Linked DNA regions of Mus musculus: region 2 is linked to region 1. A link is a contact called in public Micro-C data. All regions are on one chromosome and are shown on one strand. The core of a region is the stretch at or near the end of the contact, and the rest is flanking DNA. Distances in the headings are between cores, read along the strand shown.

The links. A called contact is a pair of places that touch in the nucleus more often than the background predicts.
Region 2: a contact with region 1 is called in a Micro-C map of muscle stem cells, with 2.3 times the contacts expected there. The contact joins two enhancer-like sites.

What each region holds. Positions count from the first base shown.
Region 1 is chr8:128,161,832-128,168,251 of GRCm38.p6, forward strand. No RefSeq gene overlaps it. Among named protein-coding and RNA genes, the nearest start is that of Mir21c, 110 kb to the right of the region's middle. Within about 2 kb of position 3,305, at least 69 of the 459 cell types and tissues checked have an H3K27ac peak or open chromatin away from gene starts, as enhancers often do. A contact at or near this core is called in muscle stem cells, where this site is marked.
Region 2 is chr8:127,962,109-127,968,528 of GRCm38.p6, forward strand. No RefSeq gene overlaps it. Among named protein-coding and RNA genes, the nearest start is that of Gm32590, 160 kb to the left of the region's middle. Within about 2 kb of position 2,858, at least 55 of the 459 cell types and tissues checked have an H3K27ac peak or open chromatin away from gene starts, as enhancers often do. A contact at or near this core is called in muscle stem cells, where this site is marked.

The DNA.
Region 1 (6,420 bases), core at 2,055-4,554:
GCGAGAGGTATCTTTGCCAGTCATGCTACATTGTTTCCCGAGAGCAGAGTACATTCTTATTCTTAGCCTTAGGACAGTGGTCAAAGGGACAAAGTCTTCATGTCATCCCATTTCCTCCTCCACAGCACATGCTTGGGTTTCCTTGGCTTTATGCCTTTTGTAGCGACCTGATCCACCTCATTTCCATCATACCTCTTTAGTCCTCTGAGTCTGAAACTATCTTTTTGCTCTACTCTGTCTCTCCTGACTTTGACCTTTTGGAGTGTTCTAGTTTGTTTTTCTGTTCAGTTTCTCTGATATTTCTTCCTGCTTAGGTGGTCACGGACTTTGGCAGGATCTCACAAAAGTGACTTTAGGTTTTCCCAAGGAACCCTATCAGGAGTCTTTAGATGTCACCTTGTCCAAATATCAGTGATGTTAGCTTTTTAAAAATTGGTTAAAGGACATCTGCCAGACTTAGCGACCAAAATGCATAGTCTCTTTATGAAGGACAAGCTTCCAGGAACCCCAGACCTCCTGCTCAGTTTAGGCTAATGATTTTTGGCCCTGTCACCCAGGATGTATTGCTCATTTTCTGCCTGGGACCCACACAGCCCTGGCTCTCATGCTGCTGTTCTTGCTATTTTGGTCTGAGAGCCTAACACATGCTAGGTAGCAATGAGAATCTCCCAGCCACTGCCTGCTGGCCACCCAGGCTCTTCTGCATACCTGTGGTACCCAAATGATCCAGTGCTGACCAACTTTGTGGGTGGGAAGAGAGAAATTGGCACTATGGGTTGTACTCATCTTTGCTGGGAAAAGTCCATCCCTTCTCATTCTTGAAACCGTCAGATGCTTTTGTAGGAAAAATTTCAGCTGAAGAGCCATTCAGGGGATTTCAATCCCCTGGGCATTTTCCTGAGCTGGACCTGGGTCATGGCTGTGGTGTGAAGGGAGCAGAGCATGCAGAGTCTCAGAGACAAGGGATCAATATTTCATTTCTATATAGAGAGCCCCACTGTAATGCAGGCCTGACAAACACCAGTGTCTACTAAGAGAAAAGAATAAATGAAAGAACAAAAGAATGAAAACAGGAGAAAGAATATGTGATGAAAAATAAGCCAGACTCAGAAAGATAAATCTCATATCTTCTTCCTCACACATATACTCTTTGTCTCTCTCTGACTGTCTTGCTCTGTGTGTGTGTGTGTGTGTGTGTGTGTGTGTGCATAGTTATGCACACAGATCATCAACCTGATATAAAGGCAGACAGGAAATAGGTTGGCAAAGTGTGTGACATATGTGTGTGAAATTTTCATCATGAAACCCTTGACCTTGTGTGCTATATTGAAAACTGAGAAAAGAGAGGGTAGAAGGGAAGGAAATAGGGATAAGAAGGTGAAGAGCAGAGAGAATGAGGGAAGGGAGAATGCTTACCATGATTTTCTAAGCCCAGTCCTATTAACAAGCCAAAGCTGCAGCCCAGAATTCTACATTATACTGAGGCAAGTGGGTTGAACATTGGTTTATCTTGATGTTTACTTCAGTTCTTAGTGCCCAGTTCTCAACATTCCTCAAGGAAAGGGGAAAGGCAGATGCAGACTGGAGTCAATGCTTGACTCCACTGAACTAGCCCATGTCTGATGGCATGTATGATGGAGAGCTAGGCCATGCCCATCTGAGAGCTGGCTTCTTTTCATTTGACCCTGGAGTTTAGAGGCTACCTGATAGACCAAATCCTTGCACTGATTGACTGGTACATGGTTTCAGTGACTTTTTCTGAAGGCTCCACCTCAGCTCTGTGGCACAAAGCACTAGGTAGATGAAGTCTTAGATTTTGCTGGATGACCTTTTCTGTAGAATCCAGGGATTTCAAAAAGAAAAATAAATGAACCATGACAAGTCCAGGGGAAATGACATAAGTTGACAGAGTCATTGCCCAGGAGTGTAGAGAAGTCTCCAGGTCACACACAAAGTGTCTACTATACAGCCACACTCTCAGCTCCTCCTAAGACATGCTCCATGGCTGACCCCTCTTCTTCCCTTCCCTTTCTCCTTCTCTTTCTTTCTCCTTCTCTTCCCTCTTTCTGTAAAGCTCTTCATCTCTCCCTCTCCTCCTCTTCTCACTCTCCATCACTCCTCCTTTACCCCCACATTCTCTCTCCTTCTCTACCTTTCACCTTCCCACTGCCCTTCCTCTGCCTTCTTTGAGTCTTTGACACAGGATCTCAAGCATCCTTGAACTCACTATGTTGGAAGGATGACTTTGAACTTGTGCTCCTCCTGCTTCTGACTCCCTAGTGCAGGGATTAGGGGTGAACACCTTCATTAGACAAGCACTGTGCCAAATGATCATTATCTCCAGCCCAATTCTGAGAAATATCTCTTGACTTCTACAACCCCCTTCACAGTTCCTGCTTTGAGCTCCATCAACTCATCATTTTTGTTTACTTGCAATGCCCTTCCCAGGATCATCTGTTCAGCTATGTTGCCTTTTGAGCTAGACTGGAAGATTCTAAGAGCTGGAACTACCCCACATACTTAGCTCTTCCCAGTGTGCCTCACAGTAACTCCCTCCAGACTGTAGATACACAACAAACATTGACAGGTAGACTAGGAGATTCTTGTTTCTGTTTTTCCTGAGAGTTTTTCCCAATAGCTTCATAAAGCAGGTTTCTAAACTGGCATGGATAAGGATTTGTCTGCACAGTTCAATTACTACATCTGAGTACCAACCTGCCAAGGCAGTGACACAGACCTCACTTTGTCTCATTGAAGGGTTATGGAGACATTATGCTTTCTGCACTTTGGCTTTTGTGAGCCTGTATAAGGAAAGCACAGAGTTTGTGTGTATGATGAGGGACTCTCCTTTCCCTCTGGGAACATATACCCATGTTGTGTTTGCCTATGGGCTCTCTCCAAGGTGCATTCAACCACAGCTGTAAGGCTCTGATCAGTGACCTATGGTGTCCCCCAAAGAGATGATGGAGCCCAAAAGCAGTGTTTACAGCCCTTCACTCTTTGCTGGAAGCCCTTCAGGCTGTGCTTTACAAATGAGGTTTTAAGCCGCATCACCTGAAGATGGATTTCTGTGCTCAGTCAGATATTAGCAGTACATGGTTTGGGTGGTATGAAATGGGAGTTTAGTGAGTTTAGTCCCCCCTTCACCTTAGGCTAATTATTAAAGAAAGTGTTTGTAGGCCTGCCGACTCTCATAATTCATCCTGACTCACACTTTTCTAGAGTCAGGCTTACAGAGCTCCATCTGCAATGCTGTGATCATTGCCAGAAGAACGTGGTAGGACTGAGTCATACTCCCCCATCTGTGATGGCGTGGGACCCTTGCTAGAGGAATGTGGTAGGACTGAGTCACAACCTCATACTCCTCCATGTGTGACGGCAGGAGCATAGCTGATGAGTGTTGTGGAACCAAGTCATCATTCCACGGTGCAGATGAACTCAGGGAACTTCATTCAGAAACAAGTCTGCCCTTTCCTTCTTCAGTGTGATGGAGTTACATATCCTAAGTCCTCCCATGAGCAAAGCAACCACAATAACCAGGTGTTCTAGTTTGCTTCTCACTGCCACAATACAGATACCATGGTCAACAAACATGGGGAGGGAAGAGTTTTTTTTGGCTTACTCATCTCAATCACAGTCCATTATAAAGAGAAGCTAGGACAGGCACTCTAGCAAGAACTGCAGCAGAGAACATGGAGAAACACTTACTGACTTGTTTCCTAAGGCTTGCTCAAGTTGATTTTTTTATACAACTAAAGACTAACTTCCTAGGGATGGCATGGCCCACCATGAGCTGGGTCCTTGCATATCAATCATTAATCAAGAAAATGTTCCACAGACTTGCCTACAGGCCAATCTTATGGAGCCATTTTCTCAACTGAAGTTCTATCTTCCCAGATGACTCTAGTCTGTGTCAAGTTGACAATGAACCTAACAACCACATCAGGTGACAGACTTTGATACCACTTTCAAAGAACAAACTTCAAAACTCCGGAAAGGAAATAGACAAGATACCAGGTGCCCAGAATCTATCGCCTTCTAAAAAGCACATTAAGAAGAATGGAATCATTTTTCTCCTTAGAGAACACTTACCTTGAAATATAGTCAACTGCCCTGGAATCTTCCATTTCTACTTTCTGCTTTTTCCCCCCTCTCTCTATAGTGTCTGCAAATTTGCATTCCTATGACATATGTGTATATTATGCACTTGAAAATTTTATATAAAGAAAGTGAGAACGGTGGCACGTAAGACTCTAAGAACGTTAAAGATTTAGTGCAACACCTAATTTTAGAGGTAGAGATACTGATCCAAAAGCAGGCCTGAGGCCCGTTTACAGGAAGCAAACAAATGTCCTACAAGAGATGGTAGTCTGGCTCAGCCCCCACCCAGTGCCCTCTTCAGCATGACTGGCATATACGTTAGCTAGACATTACACTGAGGCTTCCACCCACTCTGGCACAATCCCATTAGCGGTTATGAGAGTCCTATTATTAGAAAACAGCTACTGAAAGTATTCTCATCTCAAACTCAGGAAGTGGAAATGAAACCGAGAGTATTTAAGTTTGCTAAATAGAACACTGGAACAGTCCTGACATCCCCATCCTCACCCTCAAAATGATGAGGTTAGCTGGATGATCATTGATGGGAGCATCTCTATCTGAAACACCTATGAAGTCTAAGTCCTGTGAGTATTCCCCATGAGATTTGCTCTTTGTCTCTCCTCAACTGTGACTCTTGAAGGATCTCGAACTTCTATTTTTCCAAATATAAGATGGAGCTAATAATAATTGCCAAGCTGTGGTGACAGTAAACAAGATAATTCACGTTTATTCTTTGAATAAAAAGCAATGTGAAAATGCACCGTGAATCACTTAGGCAGCTTGCAGATAGCCAGGGACTGTGGGATAAAATTAGCCCAAGATGAAGAGGGATGCATTTGTTTGATGGATTCTTTCTCATGGATGCTCAATTCCAAGGTGAATCTTCTGCCTTTCAGAAATTGTGAGCCAGGATGAACTCAGGGCCACTATTAACATTTAACAAAACTGCACATTATTAAAATGGTAATCTGCATTCACTTCAGAGAGGTAAACTCCAGTGCACTCCATGCCTAGGGTTTAATGGCATTCTGCTGCTAGTTTAGATTGCAGATCTAGCAACTTCATCAACTGAAGAGCCGAGGCCCAATTGTAATACTTTTCGCAACATTTAGAAAATGCTTTTCATTTATTACCACCACTTCTTTGCTTTATATCCTCACTAACAAATATATCTATAAAGACGCTTAAAACTGATTCAACATATGCATATGTTGGGATGTGTTTGTAGATGTATGTGTGCATACATGCATGGACCAAAGGCCACCTCAGATGTTATCCCTCAGGCACTGTCTTTCTTTATTGAGAGAGGGTCTTTTGCTGAACTTAGAGCCTCTTCTGCTCTGTTTACCCAGCCCTGGGATTTTAAGTGTGTACCCCCATGCCTAGCTTTTGCACATGAAGATCAAATTCAGATCCCCATGCTTACACAGTCAGCACCTTATCTACTGAGCCATTTTCCCAACCCTTGAATTACTATCATACAGAGACTCAAGTCTCCATCATTGCATATATTGCACAGATCAGTGAGCTACCATTATTGCTATGACTTGAGTAGAACAATCTAAATCTGGCTCAGCTATCCCTACCATCAATTCATTAATCATCTCAAAATTGCAAATTCTTTTTTCTTTTCTCTTTTTTATTAGATATTTTCTTTATTTACATTTCAAATGTTATCCCCTTTCCTGGTCTCCCCTCCCGAAAACCTTCCCCCCCCCTTCCCCTCCCCTGCTCACCAACCCGCCCACTCCCTCTTCCAGGCCCTGGCTTTCCCCTATACTGGAGCATAGTGCCTTCATGGGACCTTTTTGAGAGCTTGTACAACTAACATCAATAAACAATGGCTTGCTTTGGGAAGGAATCTCTACCAGCATACTAGGGTGACTTGGAGGGTGCAGGGAGTACCTTTGAAGAAAAGAGAAGCTGGGCATGGTGGTGCACATCTAATCCCAACACTGGGAGGCTGAGGTAGGAGGCACAGGTTCCAGGCCAAACAGAGCTAGATAGTAAGACCCTATCTCCAAGAAGGAAAAAAAAAAAACCAAAAACCAAAAAACCAAAGAAAGAGATGAGGAAGATGAAAATTGTACCTGAGTTTTGTCTGTTTAGGAGAATCCAGCGTTAAGATAATAGCATTTGAACTTTAATTTGCATGCCAGTCACTCCCTACCCATCCTGAGGAAGTCAGTGTGAGCATTAGTCACTTTCCTTGATGGGTGCACTGATGAAGCATCTGACTGAAACAACTCAAAGAAGGAAGAAGGTAGGGTTTATTCTGGTCCACAGTTGAAAAGTACAGTTGGATGTGGCAGGGAATTC
Region 2 (6,420 bases), core at 1,608-4,107, 200 kb before region 1:
CTTCAAATGCTTTCATTCATAGGTTTAACTTTGCTGATATGTCAAGGCCGTCAAACGGTAGATATTGCTTTTGGAATTATGTCTGCCTGAGCAGAGCACATTCAGGCCATTCTGCAAGAGTACATGGAAGGCAACAATGTTATCTTCAAACTCCTTGAAGCAATTGCTCCACTCTAGGCCTGACACCAGCACCTTTTCCTTTGTGTAACTGACACCTGGCACCTCACATAGTTAGCTTATGACACAAGAACAAGCAAGGCAGGAAGGACCCTTCTCCTTGGAAGACCTGAGGATGACACATACATATGCTGAGAAAAGCCATTAGGTTACTTTAAACATATAATGTCTTAGGCACTTTCCTTGTTGTGGCCCAATAGCTGTCAAGGGAAGAGGATATTTGGGGGTCTTGGGTGTAATAATGCATTCCCTCATGGCAAGGAAGGGATGGAGCCAGGCATTTGAGTTAGTTGGTCATTTTGCGTTCATGTCAGTTATTAAGCAGGGCAGGTACTTTTCATAGGTAGCCTCCTTTGTACCTTTATTTTAGATAAAACTTCATAGTACAAACTGGGCATGCCCAGGCACATGCTTATAAACTGAGCATGCTTAGGAATGGCCTATCTCTATATGAATATGTCTACACAACCACCACCACCAACCCCACCACTCCCACCACCCCCACTACCCCTACCATCCCCACCACCCCCACCACGCCCACCAGCACCACCACCCCCAGGAAAATTGCCATGCTTAGTCAGTTCATAATATTGCTTTGGAAAGAACTCTCAGTATTCCTTGCCTCTGTAGGTAAGAAATCTTTCTCCATGCATCTTTATCCTGGTTGTGTTTATTTTGGCTTTGAACTCACTAAGATGTGAATTCACTGAGTTGGATTGTGTTTGTGGTCTGGAGACAAAGAGCAGACAGGAAGTGGGGCTCGGTGATAAGATCTCAAGCCCTCCCCCAAATGACTCACTTCCTCCAACCAGGCTCTATCTCCTAAAGCTTCTAGGACCTTCTAAAACAGTGCTTCAAGCTGGGGATCAAGCATTCTTTGGAGGATACTTCACATTCAAGACACAGCATGCAGCATTTCCTAGACTTGCATCAAATCTAATAAAGAGAGATAAAATGATTGTTTTTTTTATTTGCTTGTTAAAAAATATCCAGAACTTATCATCTTTTCATTTCATTTCTTTCTTTTGTTTTGCCTAACCCATTCAGCTTATGAAATTTTAGTCTATATTGTCCCTGTCACCTCTATTAGAAGTCATCACCCATGAAGAGATAACTGTCACACCGGCCATTTTCATTTCCTTGCTCATTTTACAAATACATGGGTGAATCTGACCGGTGTGGCTAAGATGTATTGTGAGTAAAGGAGAATTTACAGTAGTGTCTAGAGGACAAGTGGCTCCCTGACCCTCTATCCAGGGCTGAGAAATTCAAAACCCCCGAAAACCAAACCAAACCAAACCAAAAAACCAAAACAACATCAAAAAAACCAAACCAAACCAAAACCCTCAGCTTTACTGGTAAGTAAGTGGAAGGGGACCATACGGATCCGTGAACTCACTTTACACTGAAAATACACATTCTGGTTCAGCTAGGGTTATAAGCATTCAGTTGAGTTTTCAGGTGCACCAGGGAAACTCCATGGCCTGCAGAGCTCTCTTCGGACAGATTAATACATTACTAAATGCTCACTGGAGCTCTGCCAAGAGGGATATAAACAGCAAAAGGACTCACTCTATGAGTATCTGTCTTTTTGCCAAATCGTACACGGAAAATGTATTTAAGGGAAAAAAGTGATAGGAGGAGGATGTGTTTTTATTACATGTATGCTCATCAAATCCCAGCTCTGGAAAACCCATTAAAAACAACACGAAGTATTTAAAATCAGCAGCAATCACTTTGGTTAGTTACTGATTTACAAGATTAAAAACATTTTGAACTGAAGAGGAAGGTATATTAATAAACACTGGATCCTGGAACAATCCTCAATGATTAGTGTCAGGTCTTTCCAGAGTGGGGTTCATCCTTCAGGGAAGTGAGAAGGAGGTGTTAATATTTGAGGAGTCCCTAGAAACTGAGTGGAGTGCTTAACCCTTGAGTCCTTAAGATGACCAGTGCTAGGTTTTAGCTTGCTAAGCTCCTGTAAAGCCACGTCTCAAGCTCTGTTTACATCATGAGAACCTGCCTGGTCTGTAGGAGAGGTGTGCTCTATGTGCTCTGTCTGTTCAGTTTTGTCTCTTGGTGTAAAGTGTAAAGGTTGGTAGAGGCTCAGGAACCCCCATACCAAGTTCTCAGCACAAAGAGGATTTGTTTGACCCAGAAGGACAAAAAGCAGGGAATAAGAGACAGAGACAGGAGATAAAGGATGGGGAAGAAGGAAAGGGGACAAAGGAGAGGAGGCAGAGATATTTGTCCTGGAGTCAGAACAAAGGACGACTTCTGGATAGAGAGGAGGCAGACCTGGCCTGTAAGCAAATGGTGGCTTATAAAGGTACAACAGGAAATCCCATGTTACAATAAGGTTTTAAATTTTGATTAGGCATGCTAATTAGGGCAGACAACGGAGGCATTTATTGTTGGACTTCAATACTTTGATAGCTGAACCTGGGTAGTCAGCCTCAGCAGGAGGAAATGGTCAAATGAAGGTATAATCCTTCACGGCTAGCTTTAAGAATGTAATCAGTTGGCTTTTAGTAGGACAGAGGGAATAGAGAAGAAGGGCAAGGCCTGTTAGTGCCATGTTTGCCAAATTTGCCATGTTTGCCACACTCAGGCTGGCCAGAGTCCCTCCACTAGAAACTCTCAACACCATAGAACTTAGAGCAGGGACAAGTGCCCAGGCATGACTCAGCATATCCAGGTCTTACCCTCTGGAGTGCTCATCTATACTTGATTTGTCCTTATTTGTACTTATCCTGCTCTAAGATTTCAGAGGAAAAACAGCTGTATTTTCTCAGCAATGGAGCTTTGTTGGTCTATGTTGTAAATAGCTATGGCAACTCTGTAACAAACTCACATAGAAAGGGAAGACAGTAGGCTGTAGTCAACCTTCAAGAATAAATGCCTGAGTTGAGCATGTTCTTATGAGACAGAGGTAGAATCACGTGTGCAGGTTATCCTTAACTACACGGCAAACTTAAAGCCAGCCTGGATGATGTAAGACCCTATCTGAAACAAACAACAAACATAACTCAAACAACAACAAACAAATAAAGAACACAGCGCTTGAATAAACCATGCAGTTTCATGCCATGTAGGGTGCAGGACCAACAAAGCCTAACCTGTTGAGTGTTTCACACTGGGGTGTAACTGACAAGGAGTACATAAAGGTTGGGCAGTGGTGTTAGGACAGGAATGCATAAAGAAGGTCGTATGTGAGTGTCAGGCTCTGTGCTCTAATGCTCCTGGAAAATGTGACTAATTCCTCCATTATTTCCTCAAGGCCACAGTGACTCCATCCTGGCATAGGGTGGTGAGGAGAGTCAGCTTGATAAAGCTCCAAATACAAAGATGTACAGCCTGGGTAAAGAACTGTAAAACTGTAAATCATGATGCTAAGTCTTTTGTTGTTGTTGTTATTCTATTTATTTATATCCCAAATGTTGACCCCCCCCTCCAGGTCCCCCCTTGCAGAGTTCTTCCCCTATCCCTTCTCCCCTCCGCCTCTGAAAGGGTACCCTCTAAGGATCCCCTTCCTTGGGGCATCAAGTCTCTATAGGATTAGGTACATCCAACTCCCACTGAGGTCTGACAAGGCAGTTCTCTGATAAATATGTGCCAGGGGAGGGAGGTAGAAGGGGCCTCAGACCATCCCATTTATGCTCTTTGGTTGGTAGCTTAGTCTCTGAGAGCTCTCAGAGATCCAGGTTAGTTGACACTGTTGGTCTGCCTATGGGCTGGCCATCCCCTTCAGTCCCTTCAACCCTTCCCCTAACTCTTCCATAGGAGTCCTCAACCTTAGACCAGTGCTTGGCTGTGAGTATATGCATCTCTCAGAGGACAGCTATCCTAGGTTCCTGTCTGCAAGCACAACATAGCATCTGTAATAGCCTCAGGGTTTGATGCCTGCCCATTGGATAGATGCTAAGTTGGACCAGTCATTGGCATGGTATGCATGCTCTGATACGTGGATATTAGTCTAAAAGTACAGAATACATATGATACAACTCACAGACCCTAAACAAGTGAGGCCCAAGGAGAATGCTTGAATACCATTTAGAAGGGGGAACAAAGTAATCATGGGAGGCAGAGGGAGGGAGGCAACTGGGGTGGGGGGAGAGGGAAGGAGGAGAGAAAAGGGATGCAGGATCAGGTATGGGGGAGACAGAAGAGAAGCCCAGAGGGCCAGGAGAATGAATGTAAATATGCAGCTGCCAGAGGTGACAGGGTGGGGAGAATCTTTATAAAGTCCCAGAAACCTTGGATGAGGAAGGCTCCCAGGACTCAGTGTGGATGACTTTAGCCGAAATGCCCAACAGAGGGGATATAGAACCTGAAGAGACCCACCTCCAGTTTTTAAAAAGGGCCTCCTGAGGAGAGATGGGAACAGCAACCCACCTTCAAAGTTTTCAACCCCAGATTATTCCTGTCTAAAAGAAATGCAGGGACAAAAACAGAGCTGCTAAGTCTTAATAGAGCTTCTTGGCCACTGTGCTTAAGTCGAGACTTCCCTGGGCCATGAAAGAAGGCACGGGAATATTCTGTGAGAATGAACTCTATAAGACAAGCGGAGGACACCCCAATATGCCACAATGAAGTTGAATTAAAGTTGCTCTACCCATCAGGACACATTTTAAGCTAGTACTTTTCTTTGTGGTTTTTGTTGTTTTTGTTTTGATCGCTTTCTAAGCGGATATGCAAGAGAGAACCCACGGCCAGATGAGGAAAGGCTGCTATGTTAAGCAGAACCCTGTGTCTCTGAGGCAACTCAGCACCCTATGATCCCGGTCCTCATACTCTGGCACTGCATCTCCATGGCTCGGATGATCATCCCCAATGAGCTCACTAATGGTACAGAGTCATGGATTTCATCAGGATGTTTGCAGCCTGCATATATCATACACTTCCGCTGGTTATTTTTCTTACACAAATAAGACAGCACTTATCACAGGAAGAGCTGCTAGAAGCCACCCTAGAATTGCTGGTAAGGCACAGGGAATTGTAATAAAGGAATGGCCTGGCTTCCGTGGCCTCTGCCCATCCCTCCTGAGTTCATTGGCCATCCCTTGTTGCTGGGCAACCTTTTGATTTTTTCTCCCTCTCCTGGTTCTGCTGTATCTTATTCAGCTGGATGCTGAGTTTTTCTCACTGCACACAATCAGCACTTTGCCAATAGCAGAGAGCAATGGAAATATCTCCAATGGTCCTCACAGACTATAGATCAATATGGACATGCTGTCCAAATGGGAGAACCTTTGTAGAACTGAGGTACCAGTGCAAACATCTACCATACACAATTCGATGCCATTTTAAATGTTAGTTTCAAGTCAATTCAGACAAAATATATTAAATAGAGTGAAACATGGGATCTCATTACTCTGTAATTTCCAGGAAGGTCCTGTCCAGGTGTCCTGCTGGGGAGGGATTTTGGTATTAAACATAAGGGGGTGAGCTTGTTCAGGTGCTAGTGGGTGAGGCCAATGACTGGTTACTCAGCGATGGCTCAGGTTTTTTTCTTTCCTGGTGGTGCTGGACACTGAATCCAGATCTTGTGCACATTAAGTGAGTATTTTACCACTGAGCCATGTCTTTAATCCTCCCAGTTTTTTGTTTTTTGTTTTTTTTTTTTTAAACAAACAAGTCAAGAAAGTGATGTTGTGAACCCAGAGGAAGAAACCTGGATACAGAGAAGTGAGCTGACTCAGTTGATGGAAATCGGCATAGTCACACACTGACCATGTCCTCCTTGCCTCTGCACCCCTACTTCTAGCACCGACTCCTACCTAGGTTGGGAATCTACTTCAGATCTCAATTCTAGTTCTGCATGGAGGCCTTGCCTGTGTTTAAAAACAACTGATGAGCACAGAGCTCTGTAACCACAGGAGAGCAGTGAACCCACACATAGGAAGCAGAGACGGTACTTGGTGTGGTTTGTTTTTAGGTTTTAGGTCAGTACACAATCACCCTGTGTAGATGAGAAGGTCCTCCTCTATTGCATGAGCTGCATGAGCTTTCATGGGCTGAGGCACATAAACTTTTCCCCCACTCTAGGAAGCTAAAGGAAAGTGTTAGACCCTTTCCTCTTTCTGTCCCTGAAATCCAAGCTTTGAGCATGTGTCTTGGTCTGGCTGCTAGGATATGCTGCCTAAGAGCTTGAAGGAAAGCTAAAGTCACAGGGCAAAGGGTGGCTCTGAACAACTTTGATTGGAAGATATCCTGTAGATGGCAGCTTCCCAAACTGCCTCC